Regions from separate parts of the Arachis hypogaea genome. Here region 2 is linked to region 1. The links are chromatin contacts, called in public Hi-C maps. All regions are on one chromosome and are shown on one strand. Each heading gives the region's core, a stretch centred on a gene start, on an enhancer-like site or on the middle of the called end of the contact. The rest is flanking DNA. Distances are from core to core; before and after follow the strand shown. Region 1 holds the start of LOC112741781. Region 2 holds the start of LOC140178526.

What was found. Hi-C and Micro-C count contacts between places; a contact is called where the count stands out from the background.
Region 2: a Hi-C map of leaf shows a contact between it and region 1, with 4 times the contacts expected there. The contact joins the promoter of LOC140178526 here to the promoter of LOC112741781 in region 1. A contact is called at or near these places in 2 of 8 Hi-C or Micro-C datasets (leaf and an unstated tissue).

What each region holds. Positions count from the first base shown.
Region 1 is chr14:20,440,639-20,445,014 of arahy.Tifrunner.gnm2.J5K5, reverse strand. LOC112741781 reads right to left here and starts at 1,473. Exons shown (of 9, transcript XM_072213915.1): 1 at 671-1,473; 2 at 415-563. The coding sequence starts at 500.
Region 2 is chr14:20,676,763-20,681,244 of arahy.Tifrunner.gnm2.J5K5, reverse strand. It overlaps LOC140178526, which reads left to right and starts at 1,581. Exons shown (of 1, transcript XM_072215700.1): 1 at 1,581-2,255. The coding sequence starts at 1,581. The coding sequence ends at 2,255.

The DNA.
Region 1 (4,376 bases), core at 224-2,723:
TTTTGCAAGGCCCAGTAGTTGTTAACCAGTTACTTCCAGGTATAAGGAATAACCAAACTTTTCTACCAAGCCCATTCATGTTATTAACCACTTGGCCCATAAGTTCCGCCTAAAGAAAAAGCTAATGGCCCAGACTTAATTGACCCAAGTGTAGATGCATTATTTTCTCGGGTTTGCCATCGAAATCCTACTCAACCCGGGCTGCACGATTTTCTGAGTAGTTGTTAGAAAATAATTCGTGGGTGGAGATAAGGGACCTCAGAATGCGCCGGCTTGGCCTGGCGTCAACGGTGGACTTAACGTCTCCCATACAAATGAACTGGAGTATCATGATTAATTTCAATAGAAGCTAAGGTGCATCCACATATGACAGTTTTCACAAATGTTTAGTGACACAATGTTTCGAACACTTACCTCCGTGAAGAACGATTTAAGACCCCAACCCCTTTGCAGAACGCGGGGCTATGCTTCGAATCACCATCTTCCCTCTGCGAGAACATGTGCCCTGACGAATTGTTACGGGAAGTGGACCGTATCCCAACCTGTTAGCCGTCAGAGATTCCCTAAAGATACCACACAATGTGACTCCCAAATGAGAAATCAGCAAAATACAGCATTGATATATCAGAATACAGCATAACTTTAGGGTTTGCTGAACATGGCCCCCTACCTATTGGGGGGCAATCAGGTTGACTACTCTAGTTGTGCCTGGTCCTTCGCGAGGAGATGAATCTTACCCAGTTGTCCAAGTTCACATGCATTGATATTGCTGTAGGTAGACAGTGGAACTATATTTCGTATGCCAGCCCTGGGACTCAGTTCTCTAATTCCCTCAGCGAAGTTATCTTCCCATTAAAAATACGAAGTGGAATATCTTAAAACCACGTGTAGCATCTACGGCCTGATGCCAATAACCAAGAAGGTCACGGGTGCATTGCAGGGACATTTTGGTCTTTTATACCTGAAATCTTCTACTTACCATGCCCGTAGCAAAGCTTCCCGCCAAGATCTGTCAATCACATCACATCCGACCTAATCCCATCCTTGGGAACGCAACCGCAGATGCGTGATCTCCCTACCAGTGTAACACGCTTTTATATACATAGGGATGTGAGCCTGTTGAACAGGGTGTGGGAACGCCGTTACGGACCATGGTACAGTCATCGTGGTGTAATTGTCCTGGATTGAAGGATCTCCTTCCTCCAATCTTACTGCTCCGTTACGTCTTCGACGGAGTTGTACGTGCACGAGCCTTCCCTTTGCATCTTCTGTATCAAACGGGGGCCGCAACGGGACCTTGTATTATTATGAATTAATCCCTAATCATGAATGAATTTTATTCGGAAGTTTCCAGTGAAATTTATTTAGAAACAACTTTCTAAAGCTTATCACAGTAGTAACGGTTAGTAGAAGGCCCGTTTACCTGGATTGGTGAAATTGTATTGCCATTAGCATAACTCGGGTTCAAAATTATATAAAATTTTAAGAAGACGAGTAACACTAAGTGTGTGTTTGGATTACAGTTTGCAAACGGGTGTTTGCATCGAATTGATTTTGCAAACTTAAATTTGATGACAAGTAAGTTTGTGTGAACGTGATTTATGTCTGGCAATTTTTTTGTCAGAATGGCGTATAGTAAAATAAATGTTGTGTGGATTATTCTACTCAAACTCACCTTTACATGAGAAATTACTAAAAGAGACATCAATTAAAATAATTTTGAATATTATTTTATTATTTTACTTTACATGTTTGAATAAATCTTATTAATTTATTCTATAATAAAATTAATATTTACTTACTAAATTAAAGTAACATATAAAAAATTGACAAAATATATGCTAATATATAAAAACACTAATAAATATTAAATTAAAAGATAAAAGACTAATGAAATACCAAAAAATAGTATGTTATACAAATTTAGTGCATAAGAACACTATTATTTCTACTATGTGTGATTAATAATTTGATCCTTAATTGAATCTCGAACAGGGTCCATTTCTGCAGAAAATAAAGTATAATAACATATGCAGTATAGTCAAATATAAAACGAGAACTCATCTAAAAAAAATGATAAAAATTTTATTATACCAACAATATACGTCATATGAATAACAGAAATATAATAAAAGATAAAAAAAATTATACGAACTATCTGAAATAAAAAAAATAAAATAAACTTCGTATAAGATATAAATACAGTGCATAAAAGAAAAAAAAATAGAATTCATATGAACAAGAAATAATAAGAATACCAGAAAAAATTTAATAACATACCTGAGAGATGACAACACTGAAAAAAATATTAAAAAATTCAATGATAAATATAAGTAAGAATATAAAAAAGAACAAACTCAAAAAAAAATAAAAAGGACACTTTACATATTAAACATAAAGGTTAGTAAATAATTAAAAAATTTACTATGAACTAAAAAACAATAAGAAATAAAATATATAAGGGAGTACTATACATTTTATAATATTCAAGAAAAAATATTCTATAATTTAATTTAGTGTCGTTAGTACTATTTAATTTAGTTTCATTTTGGACTATAAATTTTTATTATTTATGACTCTTTTGTTACTTATAATTAGGATATAATAAAAACAAAAATAAAGTACAGTAAGAAATACAATAAAAATAAAAATTAAAAACAAGAAAAATTCACACCAACATAGTATATAAAAATCACAACCAACAACATATATTGTATGAACTAAAAAATTATAATACTAAGTAAATAAAATTCATATAAATAATATCAAATAAAAAATAAAAAATATATATACACGATATAAATATAGTACAATAAAGGATAGAAAAAAATAATTTATATACACAAAATATAATAGAAATTTCATAAAAATTAATAAAAATAAAAATTTATACCAACAATAGTTGTCATATAAATAAAAAAAATAATAAAAATATAACAATAGAAAATTAAAAAAATAACATCAGAATACTAAAAAAATGATATTAAAAATATTTATCATATAAATTAAAAATACAGTTAAAAACATAAAAATCAAAATATGAAAGAAAGAACTATAAATAATAAAAAAAAAATAAGATCTTTACCTTTGCAGCGATGAAAACAAATTTGAAAAAAAAAACTGTTGCCAAGAACATACAGAAAAGAATATACAAAGAACACTGTGAAATTATGTAGTTATGTGCATCGTTTTTATAGAAGAAATGAAGGGTACAGTTGGTAGATATGGAATAAATTTCTTACCTAATTCCTCCAACGGTAATTAATATTCCCAACGTGATCGCAGAAGCTTGAAATTTTAGCTTCACGTGAACGTACGTCCAGAGGTGAAAGCACGTCTGGGTTAGAGATTCCAAGAAGTTGCCAAACATGACAATGAGACGTTCAAGACGCTCAAACGGGCTTTTCTATTCCCCAACGTGAACCCCGAACACACCCTAAGTATTCATTGTGCGTTGAACATGTAATAGCAATTCTCAATCACATAGCTATATAAGTTGAAAAGTTCTAGGGTGGCATCGGTTTTGGTGGCTAAAGGTGGCATAAGGATGACCAACAAGTAAAATAATGACACATGATAAGAAAATTAAATCTAAAATCAAAATGATTATCTCTCTTATAATTTTTTATGATTACTTTTATCAAAATTATTTTCTATAATTATTTTCACAATTCAAAAAATAATTATAAAAAAATAACACCAAAATAATGTTATAATTATGTTTATAAATATTATTTTACTATTATTTTTATTTCTAATTATAATTTTTATAGTTATTTCTACTGAAATAATTTGTTATAATTATTTTTATATTTTAAGTATTTCTATAAAAATTATTTTTAATAACTTCTAAAAATAACACCAAAATTAGTTTTTCTGTTATTTTTATTGTTATTTTAATTTACCGAAACAATTTTTTAAAAATAACCTTTTTGTAATTTCGAAAAATTAACACCAAAATGATATTCTTCATCTTGGTGTTAGCTTAAAAATAATCATAAAAAATTCTCAGAGAGAGAGTATTATTTTGGTTTTAGTTTTTCAAAATTACAAAAAAAATCATTTTAGTAGAAATAATTAGAAAAATAATTATAAGAAATTAATTTTAAAAAATAAAATAATAATAAAATAATAATTATAAATATAAGTTAGAAAATATTTTAATAATTTTTAAATAATATTTATAGTTACGAAATCTATAAAAAATTATTTTGATAAAACTAATTATAAGAAATTATAAGAAAGAGAGAATCATTTTAGATTTACAGTAATTATTTTTTTTTATGTGTCAACATTTTATTTGTTGGTCCAACTTATGCCACTCTTAACCACTAAAACCAATACCATCATAGAAGTTCTCGTTTAAGTTTCGTAAC
Region 2 (4,482 bases), core at 332-2,831, 240 kb before region 1:
TTAACCAAATGGAGTAGAACTAGCTTTAAGAGGGCTGATGTAGAAATAGAAAGTTTAAGGCTTCGCCTCAAACAGCTGCAGGAAGAGGATTTTACAGAGACTCAGCAACAGGAGATCTACAGGCTTAAATTGGAGATCACCAGATTATGGAGACAAGAGGAGAAATATTGGGGTCAGAGGTCGAGGGTGAAATGGCTGAATTTTGGAGACAAGAATACTTCCTTCTTCCATGCTTCTACCATTCAAAGAAGAGATAGAAATAGGATAGAGAGATTAAAGGATCCTACAGGAAATTGGGTGTGTGGGGAAAGGGAGATTCTCAAGCTAGTAGCAGCTCACTTTCAGAATCTTTTTACGGCTACAGAGAATCTAGATATGACTGCTTGCATAAGCCATGTTCCTGTCAGTGTGACTGAGGATATGAATGGGGAGCTCATGGAGGAGGTTACTGATCAGGAGATTAAAGAGGCTACTTTTAGTTTGGGGAGTCTTAAGGCGCCGGGACCAGACGGTCTGAATGGTCTCTTCTTTCAAAAATACTGGTCAGTTGTCGGTAAAGAGGTTTGTGATGTTGTTAAGTGTTTCTTTCGTGACGGAGATATACCGAGCTGCTTTGGGGAAACTTTTATAGTTTTAGTCCCAAAGACTAACCACCCGAAAACTCTAAATCAACTTAGGCCGATTAGTTGCTGTAACTTTATTTATAAGGTTATCTCTAGGGTGTTGGTTGGTAGACTTAGGAGAATAATAGATAATATCATTTCACCCATTCAGAGTGCTTTTGTGGGAGGCCGCCTAATTCAAGATAACTTGGTAATAGTACAGGAGATGTTCCATGATTTGAATAGAAAAGGGGCAAAAGCTTCCAAGAATTTAGCTATTAAGATTGATATGAATAAAGCTTATGATAGGATGGAGTGGTCGTTTTTAGAAGCTACTCTAAGGGCTTTTGGGTTTAACCCGCATTGGATTAAGATGTTGATGAAGTGTGTGAGCCAAGTTAGTTATAAGATTAAGATAAATAGACTTCTATCAACGACCATTGAGCCGCAGAGGGGACTTCGGCAGGGAGATCCTTTATCGCCGTACTTATTTATCTTAGCGGCCGAGGTTTTTACCATCCTGATGGATAAGGCTAAAGAAGAAGGCAAAATTTCAGGAGTTAAAATCGCCCCTACTGCACCAGCTATCTCACACCTCCTTTTTGCAGATGATTGTATAATTTTCTCAAAAGATAGTGAGGAGGAAATATACCAGATTGTTAATATTTTGAACATTTACACTGAAGCCTCAGGACAGAGAATCAATTTGGACAAGTCGGGAAACGTTTGGGAGCCTGATCTCCATTAGGAATAGAGTTGAAATAGAAGAGATATTGGGTTTGTCAGCTTGGGATAAACCGGGTAAGTATCTTGGGCTTCCGGCTCACTGGAAAAGATCAAAGAATAAGGCTCTAAGATGGATTGAGGACAGAGTGGTGGATAAGCTAGGAGGTTGGAAACAAAAACTCCTTAATCAAGCTGGGAAGGAGGTCCTCATCAAATCAATTGTTCAAGCGATAAGCGATACCTGCCTATACTATGAATGTGGTTCTTTTTCCTAAAGGGTTTTGTGATTGCCTAAGTAAGAGAATAGCCAAATTTTGGTGGGCGCCTTCAGGTAAGGAAAGAGGTGTCCATTGGAAGAGTTGGGATAAGGTCTGTATCAGTAAAAAGGATGGAGGTATTGGGTTTAAGGATTTATATAGTCAGAATATAGCACATTTGGCAAAACAAGCGTGGAGAATTTTGGAAAATCCTAAAGCAATTTGGGTTCAGGTACTAAAAGCTATTTACTTTCCTAATGAGGATTTTAAGGATGCTACAGTAGGAAGAGCGGCTTCATGGATGTGGAAAAGTATTGTATATGGCAGGGACTTTCTTTTGAGAAATGGAAGATGGTTAATAGGGAATGGAGAGAGAGTGAGAATCTTGGAAGATAAGTGGATAATGAATATGGATAAGAATCCTGTGATTAGAAATCTTGATGTTAGGTTTGTCAAGGATGTGATTGTTGAGGGAGAGGGGTGGAATTTGAATAAATTAAAGAAGTATTTTAATGGAGCTTCGGTTGATAAAATCATTAGAACCCCGGTAAGTCTTTTTGGAAGGGAGGATAGGTTCAACTGGCCTTTCAGAATGGATGGCAATTACACTATCAAGACGGGATATTATGTTGTTAGGAATGAAAAGGGCGTCGGCAATACTAAAAATTAATTTAAATTGACTTAAGTTCTAATTGGCTTTCTAAAATTTTTCTTGTGTTTTTGGTCAGAAGAAAAGGACTTTGTTAAAAACAAAAGACTGTCTAAAGCAATAATATGTGTCATGTGGCCCAAAAGATATAAATTCATTGATTGGGCCACTCATGGGCTATAAATCACAAACTTTTGTTTTTGTGACTTATCACAAACTCTTTGAAAAGTGGTTGAGTATAAATGCCCAACCAAAAATAACTGATCATTGGAATAGCAGTCACGGTAGATTCCAACAAATTAATTTTTAAGTGATAAATACAGTAAAAAATCAAAAATAAATAAAATCGCTTTATCCTCCAACCAGTAACTAATAGAATTACTTTTAACTAGTATAAGAAATAATAATTTTTACTGGTTCTACAAATCATTTTTTACTTTTTTTTTTCAAGAAAGACATAAATATAATATAAAGAAAGGTACATTTGATACATGTAATTGATATCATATAAAACTTTGTTGTTGTTGTCTCGTTTTCTTTTTTCAGAGATCATTATTTTTTTTCAACTGTTTACTTTTCCTAAGCAACCACAGCACATGACATATAATACAAGACTAATATTAGGAATTTTAATTTATCTTTTTGGTAAAATATATTTTTTGTCTTTAAAAATTATAAAAAATTTTAAAAATATTTTTAAATTTTATTTTAATTTGATCTTATCTCAAAAATTTTTTATTTACATCAAATATATTCCTAACAGTTAAATTTTCAAAAAATTTAAGATTAATCAGAACAATAATACATGACAACTATCTCTAATTTGAGATAGTTTGTTTGTGTTAATAGTTGTTTTTATAAAATTGTTATGAAATAGTTCTAATTTTTTTAAAAAAAATTAGCCATCAGGGTACATTTGATACAAATAAAAAATTTTTGGAATAAAATTAAAATAAAATAAAATTTAAAAATATTTTTAAAATTTTTAACAAATTTAAAGAATAAAAAATATATTTTATCCTAATATTTGTAACTATCCTTTTAATACTGTGAAAATTCAGGCGCAATCAACTTCACATGAAATTGATAATTGAAAATTGTTAGATAAAAATTTGGTTAAATCAGTCAAATCATTTAACGTCTCTCAATTATTAGGGTAATTCACATAAATAAACCAACATTCATTTAATATTACACATATCACCCAAAATAAAAAATGTAACGTGAATCACCCCGATCACATTTCTATACAAATCGAAACAGATAGATTAGATTTAGCTATCTATATAAATCGAAACAGTCTGATTCGATTTATATATATTTGCATGTTGTCAAGGTAAATCTAATCAGGGTGTTTCGATTTATACATGCATGCTGTCTTAGTAAATCTAATCAGTCTGTTTAGATTTACTAGGATAGTATGCATACATGCATAAATCGAAACAGCCTGATTAGATTTACGTTTCGATTTTCAGTATGTAATTTGAGAAAAAATAATTAACATACTATATCAATAAAATTATCATAATTTATGAAATTAAGTATAAAAATTATTTCTTTAAAATATTGATACAGTCTAAGTCTATATCTTTACTGTTATTTGAAACCATCTATTTTAAATAGTTCAGTACAAATAAATATGAAAAAGTTATTAATTTAAAATTTAAAATATAGATGAGATATAATTTAATTAAAGTCGATCTAAATAGTAACAAAATATATCAATTTTTATTTTTTAAATTAGTCTAAATTAAATTATCAATATTATTTTATTATTTTCAAAAATTATATTTTTATATTTATAACTTCATATGTCTTGTTTACCGTATAAACAAGATAACTATGAATTTATCTCATTATGTGTATTTTTTTTAAATTCTATTATCTCGTTTGCAAACAAGATAATGCCAAATAAAATTGTATCTTATCTCGTTTACCGTGTAAATGAGATATAAGCAATCTTAATTTGTTTACATGATAAATAGAATATGTAAAAAAAATAAAAATTGATAAATATGTTATAAATTACCTATATCCATAAATAAAATATTTATTTAAAAAATTCTAATGAATGTGTATATATAGTGTATCAATATTTTAAAGAAATAATTTTTATACTTAATTTTATAAATTATGATAATTTTGTTGATATAGTATGTTAATTATTTTTCTCAAATTACATATTGAAAATCAAAACATAAATTTAATAAGGCTGTTTCGATTTATGCATACATGCATACTATCCTAG